Regions from separate parts of the Pan troglodytes genome. Here region 1 is linked to region 2. Evidence: chromatin contacts called from public Hi-C data. All regions are on one chromosome and are shown on one strand. Each heading gives the region's core, a stretch centred on a gene start, on an enhancer-like site or on the middle of the called end of the contact. The rest is flanking DNA. Distances are from core to core; before and after follow the strand shown. Region 1 overlaps ANKRD33B (ankyrin repeat domain 33B). Region 2 holds the start of ANKRD33B (ankyrin repeat domain 33B).

Region 1 (5,987 bases), core at 1,543-4,042, 63 kb before region 2:
CAGGCTGGCTCACTGCTCCCAGGAAGAGGATGAGTAATGCATGCAGCAGAGCTGCCCCAGCCAAAGTGCCCAAGAACAGGTCCCCGACTTGCCCACAGACTTGAGCAAGGACAGTTTAGATCAACGGATCCCCAGCCCATCCACAGATGCATAAGCAATAAAAACATCCCAGAGCATGGGAGTTGTTTGTTACACAGCAATAACTAGCTGACATGCATGCTCAAGGGTCTCTCATCTTAAAAGCATATGTGACTCACAGCAACCCCTGTGGGCCTGTCTTCATGTTCCTGCCACCCTCCATCAACCATTCAACTCCGCTTCAGTCCAATTCCAGATCCATCTACTATCACTGTTGCTAATGACACTCTCTGACTTTGCTGAAACCACCCCCAGCAGTCCCCAGTGACCTTCTTACAACGAGACTCCATGGTGATTTGTCAGTTCTCATCACATTCAACATCTCCCCAGCATTTCCCACTCACTCGTCTCTTTCATCCTTTCTGAAACACGCTCTTTCCATGGACATGCAGATGCTCACCCTTCTGATTTTCCGCCTTCTCAACATTCTGAGCTCCTGTTCTCTCCTTCCTGAAATGCTGCTGTTCCTCAGCTGCCTGCTAAGCCCCCTCCTTATCTCATACACTCTCCTTTGGTGATCCTATACGCTCCTGTGGATCCAAGTTTCAGCTCTAAAGCTTCCACATCAACTCTTTCCAGTTCTATCTCTTTTCTTCAGTTTTTTACCTCAGTATCTGTCTACTGAGTATTTCATCATGGGTATCCTACAAACTCAATGCATCAAACCCAAAACATCTTTCCTCCGAAGCTACTCCTCTCCCACATCCCTTATTCAGTGATGAACACCACCAGTCACCCCATCACCCAAGCCAGATGGCTGGACTCAGTCTCAAGCCCTCCACATCCTCCCTCACCCAAGCAATCACCACATTCTGCCAACTGCACCTCTGACATCACTTGAGCACAGGAATTTGAGACCAGCATAGGCAGCATGGCAAGACCTCATCTCTACAAAAAAAATTTTAAATTTCCTAAAGCTGTCCTTGTTTCTCCATCCCTGACCTGGGCTACCACATCCCCATGGGGCCACAGCTCCTGTCCTGACTAGCCTCCTTTGTCCCACTTCTGCCCCCATTCATTCTCCACACCAGCAGCACAGTGACACCAACAGGGGCCTCTGACCATCCCCACTACTCATCCGAAACTCTCCATGGGCTCTGCTCTTTAGATGAGGTCTCAACTCTTCAATGAGCTGGTTTTTACCTCTTCACCCTCAGCTCTCACTGCCAATGCCCTCCCAATCCACTTTATGGTCAAACAGCCAGCATTCCGTGTAATTCACTCATGAGCCACACTTCCTCTAATCTAGTGGCCTCTGCACAAGGAGTCCCTCTACCTGGAATATTCTGCCTCCTCTTTTTACTTGGTGACCTGATGAGCCATCCCTTCCAACTCCAGGTCTTCCCTGGTGCCCCTTAACCCACGGTGTCTCATCGTCCACGTTCCCATGCATATATGGGTTCCCACAGCCGCCACAGCCCTCGTTACCCAGCTCACATGCTTAAAACTTCCAAATGACTGCATGCTCTGGGGTGCTCAATAAATATGCATTAGATGAAAAGGCTGAAACATTCCTACCACTCCTTTGGGAAAAGTTTATTTATTGAAAGTATCAGGGTGGGCAAGGTGGCTTGTGCCTGTAATCCCAGCAGAGAGGCCAAGGCCCGAAGAGGCCAGGGAGGCTGAGGCTAGAGGATCACTTGAGCTTAGGAGTTAGATACAAGCCTGGGCAACATGGCAAGATCCCATCTCAAAAAATAAAAATTAGCTGGGCTGGCCAAGCGCAATGGCTCACGCCTGTAATCCCAGCACTTTGGGAGGCCGAAGTGGGTGGATGACCTGAGATCAGGAGTTTGATACCAGCCTGGCCAACATGGTGAAACCCCGTCTCTACTAAAAATACAAAAAATTGGCCGGGTGTAGTGGCAGGCACCTGTAATCCCAGCTACTCAGGAGGCTGAGGCAGGAGAATCACTTGAACCCGGGAGGCGGAGATTGCAGTGAGCCAAGATCACATCATTGCACTCCAGCCTGGGCAACAAGAGCAAAACCCCATCTAAAAAAACAGGCAATAAACACAAACTGCTCTAAAAATGGGAAAATGTTACAGAACTGGGTTGTCTAAGATTGACTGACTCAAGGCACTCAAACTGCAGTTCTCCAGACCAGGCCAGTAGAGGGAGCTGTCGGCTTTGGAAATATGACATCATACCCGCCACGCGGCATGAACAGACTCCAGGAATTCTTAGCATAAGGCATTTACCATGCAGATGGAGGGGCAGGGTTAGTAGGGGAGGGAAGCATCCCTGCTCTTTGCAGGGCAGGCAGGGGTCTGAAGGAGGAGCCAGGTAAGCCCCAAGCTGGCTGAGGAGCCCTCCTGGCTGGTCAGCGGGCAGGGGTGTGGCGCTGCCATGGCCAATCAGAAGAGCTCAGAAAAGCTCACAGGAAGATAAGGCAACGCTGGGAAACCGAGACTCGCCAAGTTCTACTCTCTCATTTGAAACGGTATAAACTGAGAAAAAAGGAAGCACTTCAAAACAACATGAACATCACAATGAGATCACACTAAGATCGTGATCATGTGCACTGCTAATAAAATAAGATAAATAACATGAAGAGGCGTTGTTCCTGGGTTCTGACCAAGTCATAAATTCTCCTCTGAACTGGGACTCTCCCTGATTCAGCTCAGGAACCAGGGCTCCCCCGCAGCCCAAACCCACAGCTGCCCCTGAGAATCCCTCCCGTTCTGTCCCCATCCCCGGGCAGCATCCTGCCAGGCTGGCTCTCAGCACATAGCCTTCAGAATTTTACAATTAAATGCAAGAAATAACAAGTTGCAAGCACACATCAGAGGTTCCTTATACCCAAAACAAGCTTCACGTGCTGTATCCCATCACCAGCTCAAAGAGACCCCTGGCGTTTCCTCACTTCACCACGTCCATGCTATTCTGTTAAAGCACAACAAGGAAACAGAAATAAACACACAACTCTATCCATGGGACTTCTTGTTCCTTTCTTTGGTTATCTTATTTTTGTTAGTGGAGCGGTGGTGAAAGTTGAAATGACTGGCTAAATGAGACTTAGGGATTACATGAGGATTTATTTTCATACGTTCTCTCCATTTACAGACCTAGTACAGATTTGGCTGTATTTTTATTGTGCATTAAATAGCCGAGGAAATTAGACTTTTTAGAGAACACTCAAAAGGCAGATGAAGGCATTTGCATCCGAATTCGTACTCATAAATGCTGTGTCCTCCAGAAACCCAGAGCTTCCAACTCTCAACCAACCCAGTTGCCATAGCAAATAATATAAACATATGGTTGCTTTAAGATTGTGCTTCACAATGCTGATTCTGCTTAGTGCGACTGCTGTCTACACAAGCCATCCTCTATCACTGGTTTGGCACGGGCTTGTGACGCAACCCTGGTTGGTGAGATGGCAACGATACTCTGCTGGAGCCTTCTGGAAATGTTTTCCTGTCTTATAAAGGGAAACGCCGACAGGGATTTGCTCCTCTTCCTTGATGTCCCTGAGTGTTGCAACATGAAGCCGTGGCGCTTCTAGCAGCTGGGGCCACCTTGGGACCATGAAGGAAAAAGCGAATGTATTTCTGAGAAGTGGCTCTAGGTCCCAGCATCACCCAGCTACTCAGTGAAGCAACCCTGCAACATCGCCCGCAGATGTCTTGTGTTGCAAGAGAAGGCAGTGTCCTTGTGGTTGAAGCCAAAAGCATCCTAACAGGTACTAGGCTCAAAAGAGAGCTGGGGAAATACAACTGAAAACCAGAGTTTTGGTTCATTTTGAGTAGGGAAATACTGAAAAGACTGATCTCAGCCAGGGCTGGCAAGAACACTCTTGGACACTCAGGGGAAAGGAGAAATCACCACAGCTTTCTAAAGACCACTTGGCAGCTGCATACACTTAAAACAGGCACAGCCCTTGCTGAAGCAATTCTGTTCTAAGAGTGTGTCTGCACATTGCTTCTCCTCTTCCTTGCCCTGCTTTCGGCCTAGGAAGCTGGCCTGCAGCAACAGCACCTGCCCAGTTTCCGCCCCAGTGAGGTTTCTGGGTTGGCTCAGCAGGGGACCAGGGTGGAAGGAGCGGGATATCTGGCCCTGCCTCCCACTCCGGCCCCTGGCTGGGGTTCTAGGCCGAGGCTGCCTCTCGGGTTCCAGCTTCTTGGCCTGGGTCACTCTCTGTGGAGTCCCTCCCCTTAATCCTTTCAATGTTGGTTCCCTTAACTCTACCCTTCCCCCCGTAATTGACAGGCTCTCATCAACTACTCTGTTCAGCCCTCTGAGCCCACCTGTCACTCAACATGCTTCCTGCCAGGATCCTAACACGCTGTCCTCAGAGATGCACCCCAGATCCAAAGACTTCACTACAGCCTTGCTGCCGTTGATTAACTCAAAAGCCCACCTGTCCAGTAACTGGGACAGCTAAGTATACCACGGTTCATGCACTTTACACAATATCCTCTTTTCCAACAAATATTTAAGAAGCAAGTACTTCATGTTCAAGGACTGGCCTAAGAGCCGGGTCCACCACAGTGAGTGAAGGCCAGTCAGAACGCAGCCTCTCAAACTTGAAGTCTTGGTGGGGAACTGGGCATGAGCCACACATCCCCGTGCAGGAAGGCAGGGCTACGAGCGCCTGGCAGGGCTCAGGGACACCGACGCAGCAGGAGCTTCTAGATTAATAACCACGTGAACAAAACCACTAAAAACACAGTCTCAACAGCACCAGCCCAGTCATGTGAATACAAAGCGCACATACATACGTGTGTGTTTGGAAAGGACTGAATGAGGTCTGAAGAGGTGACTCCTGAGTGCTGATAAGGGAGCTGGAATATTTGGAAGACAGAGAAGGGATCTTTTTCTTCCTCCCTGATAATACTTTTGTAGTCATTTTTGGCTGTAAGCACATATGCATGGACAGCTTTTGAAATTAACAAATCATCAAAGAAATAAAACTGGTTATGAAATTGATTAAAATGGTACATCACCTGATTGGGCCTAAACAGCCTCTTTGGCAAAACAGCACAGGAAACTCATGAACACATGCTCACCTGCCTTCCTCATTTTCACTTTAATTCCGTGATGCCTCTGTGTCTGTCTGACAACATCTCTCGTGGGGTCTGTGACTCTGCTGGTCTTCAGTGCCCACTGAGAGGGGTCCTTTGCCGTCATCAGGCATAAAATCCTCAAAGTTCTCCATCCTCAATGTGGGGTCCCTGGGCCAGTGGCATCAGCCTCACCAGGAAACCTGTTGATCTGCTCATTCTTGGGCCCCACCCCAGGCCTATTCAAAGAAAGACTCCAGGGGCAGGGCCTGGCAGTCTGTGTTTCCACCAGATCTGTGTTAATGCTCACATGAGCCAGCCCAGGTGATGCTGACGCCGGAGGCGCAAGGTTGGGAGCCAGTGTCTAAGGCAACTATGCCCATGGGGACAGGGGCAGCCCCTGGAGGTTCAGAAAGAAATTAGGGAAAATCTCTTCGGCACATTGAGGCAATTAAGACACACACAAGGAAGCTTTTTAATCTGTGTTTGTTTAAATGGTGTAAAGTCCCTCTCCCCTCTGCCTCCCTATGCAGCCTCAACAATTCAGTCCCAAAGCCTCAGGCAGCGGCCTAGGTTGGGTGTCCAGGGATCAGAGCCCAGGCCAGAGGGTGGGTGCACACAGTGGCGGCCACAGAGAGCTCAAGCAAATCAGTAAGTAGGGGAAGATAACAAAAGCCAGTAAAAAAGAAAAAAAAGGCCAGGCCCAGTGGCTCACGCCTGTAATTCCAGCACTTTGGGAGGCCAAGGTGGGCGGATCACTTGAGGTCAGGAGTTCGAAACCAGTCTGGCCTATATGGTGAAACCCCACCTCTGCTGAAAATACAAAAAGTAGCTGGGCACGGTG
Region 2 (5,806 bases), core at 1,148-3,647:
ACGTTGCTGTCAGTTTTCTTCAATGCAGCTGTTTTCAAACATTTATGTTTTGCCCCTAAAGGAAACATTATATAAAGCTGAGCCCAGTGGTGCCCTAGAGTGGGGACTGGGCGAGCCAGGCCCCTCCTGTGCCCATTCCAGCCCACTGGAGACCACCAGGCTGCCCAGGACAGGGGGAGAGGCCCACCCCACCTGTTCCTTTATGAGCTTGGTGAGGCTTCCTTTAAAGCTGGCCCCCATACTGGCTTCCAGAAAGCAAGGTTTCTGATTACACACATCTGGGCCTGAAAACTCAGTTAAACCAAATGTAGAACTTGAGAAACAGGCCCTAGGACTTCGGGTGGAGCTCCAAGCCCTAATCACATGCCAGCCAGGGCATCTGTCGCCAGGGCTGGGGGAGGAGGCATTGCAAGAGGAATGGCAGCAGGAACTACAGGGCTCCAGGTGATGCTACCTACGGGGACCCCACCTCAGGTCTCACTGCCTAACATATGACAAGCACAGACCCTTCCTCCAAGTTCAAATGTTGTGTGATATGGTTTGGCTGGGTCCCTACCCAAATCTCATCTTGAATTCCCACGTGTTGTGGGAGGGACACGGTGGGAGGTAATTGAATCACGGGGGCAATGTAGTACAAGGGGAGAGTGACATTGGAGGGCTTCCCATCCACCTAAGCCCAGCCCAAACCACAGTCAGGGCAAACCACCTGCCCCACCCACTGCAGGATAAACCAAAGGCACAAGGTCACCCGGGTCCCCAAGTCAAAGCACATGTTTTCTTTCAGCTGCAGGCTCCTGAGCAAAAAGCATGTGCATTTGTGCTAGGCTGCATCTGCAGATACCACGGTCCTTGGAGAATACAAAAATCAGGTGAGAACGCTGCCATTTGCCCACTGAGCACAGACTACTGGGGACTTGGCCACCGTGGTCACTCTGCAGTTTTCCCTTGAAGTGCTTTGCTTGGTGGAAGGTGTTCCACCAGCCAGTCCTTCTCAGGTCTTCTTAAGCCAACTTTTTTTCTTTTCCTTTCTTTTCTTTTCTAAACATCTCGTTTTCTCTGAATCTGGTCATAACGAAAGGATAGCCTGTGCCTGCCTCCACGCCTCCTGCCCTACCCGGGTGGATGCCTGCGGCTCTGGGGCTCTCCCTAGGCCCTGACTCTGGGGACCCCCGGCTGGCATTGGCTCGCGGAGGTGACCTGCGGACAGACCAGTCAGCGATCACGTTGGCTGGTCGCGGCGCGGGCCACAAAGCTCAGTGGAGGTGCGGTAGGGGACCAAGCTGTCCCGGCGAGGGAAGAAACTGTTGCTTCCAAATCATTGCGGCTGGAGGAGCCGATCTGCGCCCCAGCGTGTTAGGACAAGGGCGGCGCGAGGGGCCCAGGGGACAAATGGGGCGCTGGGCAGGAGGGGCTGTCTCCTGCAGGCGAGGAGGAATGGTCCCCTGCCAGGGACCTGGGGAAAAGTAATAGTCAGGAGGGGACCGGGCCGCAAGAAGCCAATCCTGGACTGCAGCACGGGCAGCCAGCGCGAATTCAGTCAGGAGGTCCACGGGGACCGGTAAACGAGAAGGGGATGCGGTGAGGACGCCGGACTGGCGTTTCTGCCGCGCTGACACCTCGGGCAGAGCAAACTGCTCCCTCCCCGCACCGCGTCCCCCAGCCTGAGACGGGGAAGCCACCCAGGGCACCGCGCTCCCAAACAGCGGGGAAAAGGCGCTCTGGGCGGCGGCTGAGTGACCCGTCCGGAGCCAGGACCTGGGAGGCGCGGGGATGTGGTGGGGAGGAGGGGAGTGGGGGCAGTGAGGGGGCTCAAATCCTGCGGGGACGCCCGCTTACCCTGCCGTTGCGGTCAGTCTCCTGCGCCTCCTCGACGCTCACCCCGCGCCGCACCAGCGTCCGCAGCAGCCCCACGTTGTTGGCGCAGGCGGCGCGCAGAAGGGTCGCCGTCTCCGGGACGCTTTCCGGGACGCCCTCCGGGACGCTCTCCGCGCTCTCGACGCCGTGCTCCTCCTCGTCCTCGAAAGGGTAGAAAGAGTCGTCCGAGGCGATGCTGCGGGTGTCTGGCAGACTCGAGAAGTCCTCAAACTCTTCGTAGTCAGCGGGGTCCTCCTCGACCTGCGCGCCCCGGGGTGGGGACGGCGGTGGCGGGGTCATGCAGCGCGCCCCGCCGCCCTCCGGCCCGGTCCCGGCCAGCAGCACCATGCCGGCGGCCGGGGCGCGGGCCGGGGGCCGGGGCGCGGGCAGGAAGAGCGGGACGCGGGGCGCGCGCCGAGGTCCCCGCTTCTCGCTTCTGCGTCCCCAGAGAAGCCGTGGCCCGCGCGCTCCAGCTCGGCGGAAACCGGCACCAGGCGGCTGCGCTCAAAGAAAAAAGTCTCCGGAGGCTGAGCGAGCCCCTGGGGTGGGCGGGACCGCGGGGGCTTTCCGAGGCGGGGCGGGGCGGGGCGCGGGGACACGCCTTCCCCCGGGGCCTTCCCCTCGCGCCCCTTCCTGGCCAGAGTTCAGAGCCAGGCAGGCGCTCTCTCGAGCGCGGGGACTGGGCACCTGGCAGCGTTGCCCCAGAGCTGGGGACAGCTGGCGCGGGAGAAGCAGAAGCAATCACTAAAGAAGCCGAACCCGAGTCGCGGGCGGCAAGCGGCCCCGCCCCTCCCTCCGCCGGCCCGCGGGATGGGGGCGGAGGTGGCGGCGGGGGGACGCCGGGGCGGAGCCGGCCTCCAGCTTCGGGAACCTCGGACCCCTGGAGCCGGCCTCCGCCGAGGGCGTCGGGCCCCCGGGCCTGGGTGGGGCCAGTTTCTCCCGCCGCTTCGGAGGAGCAGAGCCGGTTTTCTCCCTTCGGGGGATCCCGGGCTTCGGGGCTGACTCCACCCGGCCGCGGCCGCTTGGAGGCCGGGGAATCCCCGGGGCGCTTGGCGGGCAGAGAAGCCGGGAGCGGGAGCGGAGCCGTCCACCTGGGACCTGTGCCCGGGGAGCGCTGCGGGCCGGGCCACTCTGAACTGGGGGCGGTCGGCTGCCGTGGGGGAGTCCCAGCCCGGAAGGGAGGACGATCCTCAGAGTCCCCCGTCTCGCAGAACCGGGGCCGGCCGTGGCTTGAGGGTTGGTCAGATCCTGGGATTGGGAGCGGGGTGTTCCGGAACCTCAGGGAGCATCTGAGTGGGAACGGACGACGAGGACTCCCCGTCCCCATGCCTGGCCTGTGTCACGTGCTGGGATCTGCGGACTCACCCCCGGAGGCTGCGACTGGGCGCTGACCCCTCGTCTGGCTGCCCAAAAGAGCAGGGCCGCGGGCGACAGCCGCAGTCCAGGCCCACAGCCCCTCTGGCCCGGCCTTGCCCTCTCCCCGTCAGTCCTGGCGCCGGGGATGGGCGGGGAGGAGGAGGGCGTGTGAGGATTTGCCACAGGGAGCCCTTGACTTCGGGGTAGGAGGCGTCGTGAGCCAATCTTGGGGGAAGGTCTCTGCGCAAAGGCGCGGAGGTGCGCTCGCGCCCGTCGCAGGTCAAAGACTGCGGAGGCCACCAGCCCTGTGTACCCCCTGGCCTCCTTCCTTCCTTTTTTTCCCCGATCTTGACAGCGTGTCCACCAGCTGCCAGCCGGTGGGAGGACCTCGCGGCCCCAAGGTGAACACAGCTAGGCTGGCGCAGCCTCTGGGGACCAGGCTTGAGGCCCACGTGCCGCTGGGCAAGCTGAGGGGCACGAGGGCACCGAATCCAAAACAGCCGTGGGAGGTGTAGGATGAGGACAGGTTTAAACTGCGAAGCCGCTCGAGCCCTCGTGTCACACCGCACTGGCCCGACCCGCTGTCCTGGTCGCCTGGTCTTCCAGTGTCTCCAGCAGGAGCCAAAGGGCCTGCTGGCGGCCCAGGACCCGGCATCTGCAGGGCCCCGGAGGGTGGGGCGCGCGGGAGCACCGATTTCTGGTGAAGACGCCCTCGCACCTGGGCGGCTCTGAGCGAGCAGCGAACTGAGACTCGCTGGCCTCCTTCTCTACTCCGGGGATTCTTTCTGCAACCAAAAATAGCCCCCAGATTACAGTAAACTCTACCTTTTTGTGTAACTGACCACAGTTTGCATCAATTCCCACTGGGAATTTCCCCTTTCAAGGTTGAGGGTTGTTTCCAAAGGCCTGGGGTAGTTACAATTTCAAGTGCCCCCTGAGGGCTGAGTTGGGTTTGCTGGACCCACTGTCCTCCCAGGGAGAGCACTGCGTCACTTTACAGCAAGAGTCCCGGCTGCGGGTCACCAAGGCCCAGGTGGACAGGGCCAGGCCCTGAGAGGGGAGCACCACGCAGCCTTCTCTGGCCTCCCGTAGGCGATCGGTGCTCATTGACTGCGTCACTCAGCAAGGGAATTGAGGTTCTATCCTCAGAGTTTACCACTTCCTTTTCTTCCTTAGAAATTTGAGTCCAAATAGCATTTGAATGTGTTTCCCCTTAAATATAAACTAAAATGTCATCGTCTGCTTCAAAGAAGAACTATCGTTTATAAGTAAGTGGTCCGATTCAGGATGCAAGCTGATCATTTTCCTGTCTTTTAAAAATAAACCGCTAAGAAGAAACAATAAATAAAAAATAAAATATGCTTCTTTTACAACAAAGACAGTAGAGTCTGGACATTTCTGGAAGATGGGCTAAAAGAAACACAAAATCGACCGGGCGCGGTGGCTCACGCCTGTAATCCCAGCATTTTGGGAGTCCGAGGCGGGCGGATCACGAGGTCAGGAGATCGAGACCATCCTGGCTAACATGGTGAAACCCCGTCTCTACCAAAAATACAAAAACAAAATTAGCTGGGCGCAGTGGCGGGCGCCTGTAGCCCCAGCTACTGGGGAGGCTGAGGCTGGAGAATGGCGTGAGCCCGGGAGGCGGAGCTTGCAGTGAGCAGAGATTGTGCCACTGCACTCCAGCCTGGGCGACAGAGCGAGACCCCATCTCAAAAACAAAACAAAACAAAACACACACACACAAAAAAAAAAAAAGACACAAAATCAGGCATAGGCATTTTTAGTAAAGCCAACATTTATTATGTGTACAAAATCTGCATAGGTAGGAGAAAGTAGCTTATCAAAACTGCCGACTCAGGATAACTTAAATTAATAACATTCTGAGGCCAGGTGTGGTGGCTCACACCTGTAATTTCAAAACTTTGGGAGGTTGAGTCTAGCGGATCCCTTGAGCCCCAGGAGTTCAAGCCCAACCTGGGCAACGTGGTGAAACCCCATCTCTGCAAAACATACAAAATATAGCCTAGTGTGGTGGCATGTGCCTGCAGTCCCAGCTACTTGAGGGGGAAATCGAGGCTGCAGTGAGCCCTGATGGTGCCACTGCACTCCAGCCTGGGCAACAGAGTGAGACCCTGTCTCAAAACAAAAAGAGAAGTTCTGAGAAATTATATTTTATCCGACTGTCAAGTTTCAATGAATTATTTTGTTATGATTTTGAAAGATATACATAGCAATTACACAATTTGTTCATTTAGTTGAATAATTTGTCTTTGGACCATTTTTTAAAAATTCAGCACTAGCTCAGTTATGTGTCTGTAACATGCCTTTCAAAATTACAAGCAGTATGTTTATCTTGAAGAGAGAGAAAACTGCATGCACCTATAGGGCCTGCCCCACCTTGGTTTGGAAGGAGGGAGGCAGGGGGAACCTAATGGTGGAGGAGCACACAAGTGCACCACAGTGTTCATAAAATAACTAGCTCCAGCACTTTGGGAGGCCGAGGTGGGCAGATCACTTGAGGTCAGGAGTTCGAGACCAACCTGGCCAACATGGTGAAACCCCATCTCTACTAAAAATACAAAAATTAGCCAGA

The links. A called contact is a pair of places that touch in the nucleus more often than the background predicts.
Region 1: a Hi-C map of stem cell-derived neural progenitor cells shows a contact between it and region 2, with 2.5 times the contacts expected there. The contact joins the enhancer-like site here to the promoter of ANKRD33B in region 2. A contact is called at or near these places in 1 of 7 Hi-C or Micro-C datasets (stem cell-derived neural progenitor cells) and 1 of 1 other capture datasets (stem cell-derived neural stem cells).

What each region holds. Positions count from the first base shown.
Region 1 is chr4:11,277,881-11,283,867 of NHGRI_mPanTro3-v2.0_pri, reverse strand. All of the region lies in intron 2 of ANKRD33B (ankyrin repeat domain 33B), which reads right to left. Among named protein-coding and RNA genes, the nearest start is that of ANKRD33B, 63 kb to the right of the region's middle. Within about 2 kb of position 2,792, at least 16 of the 24 cell types and tissues checked have an H3K27ac peak or open chromatin away from gene starts, as enhancers often do. A contact at or near this core is called in stem cell-derived neural progenitor cells and stem cell-derived neural stem cells, where this site is marked.
Region 2 is chr4:11,214,336-11,220,141 of NHGRI_mPanTro3-v2.0_pri, reverse strand. ANKRD33B (ankyrin repeat domain 33B) reads right to left here and starts at 2,397. Exons shown (of 4, transcript XM_016952951.4): 1 at 1,837-2,397. The coding sequence starts at 2,202.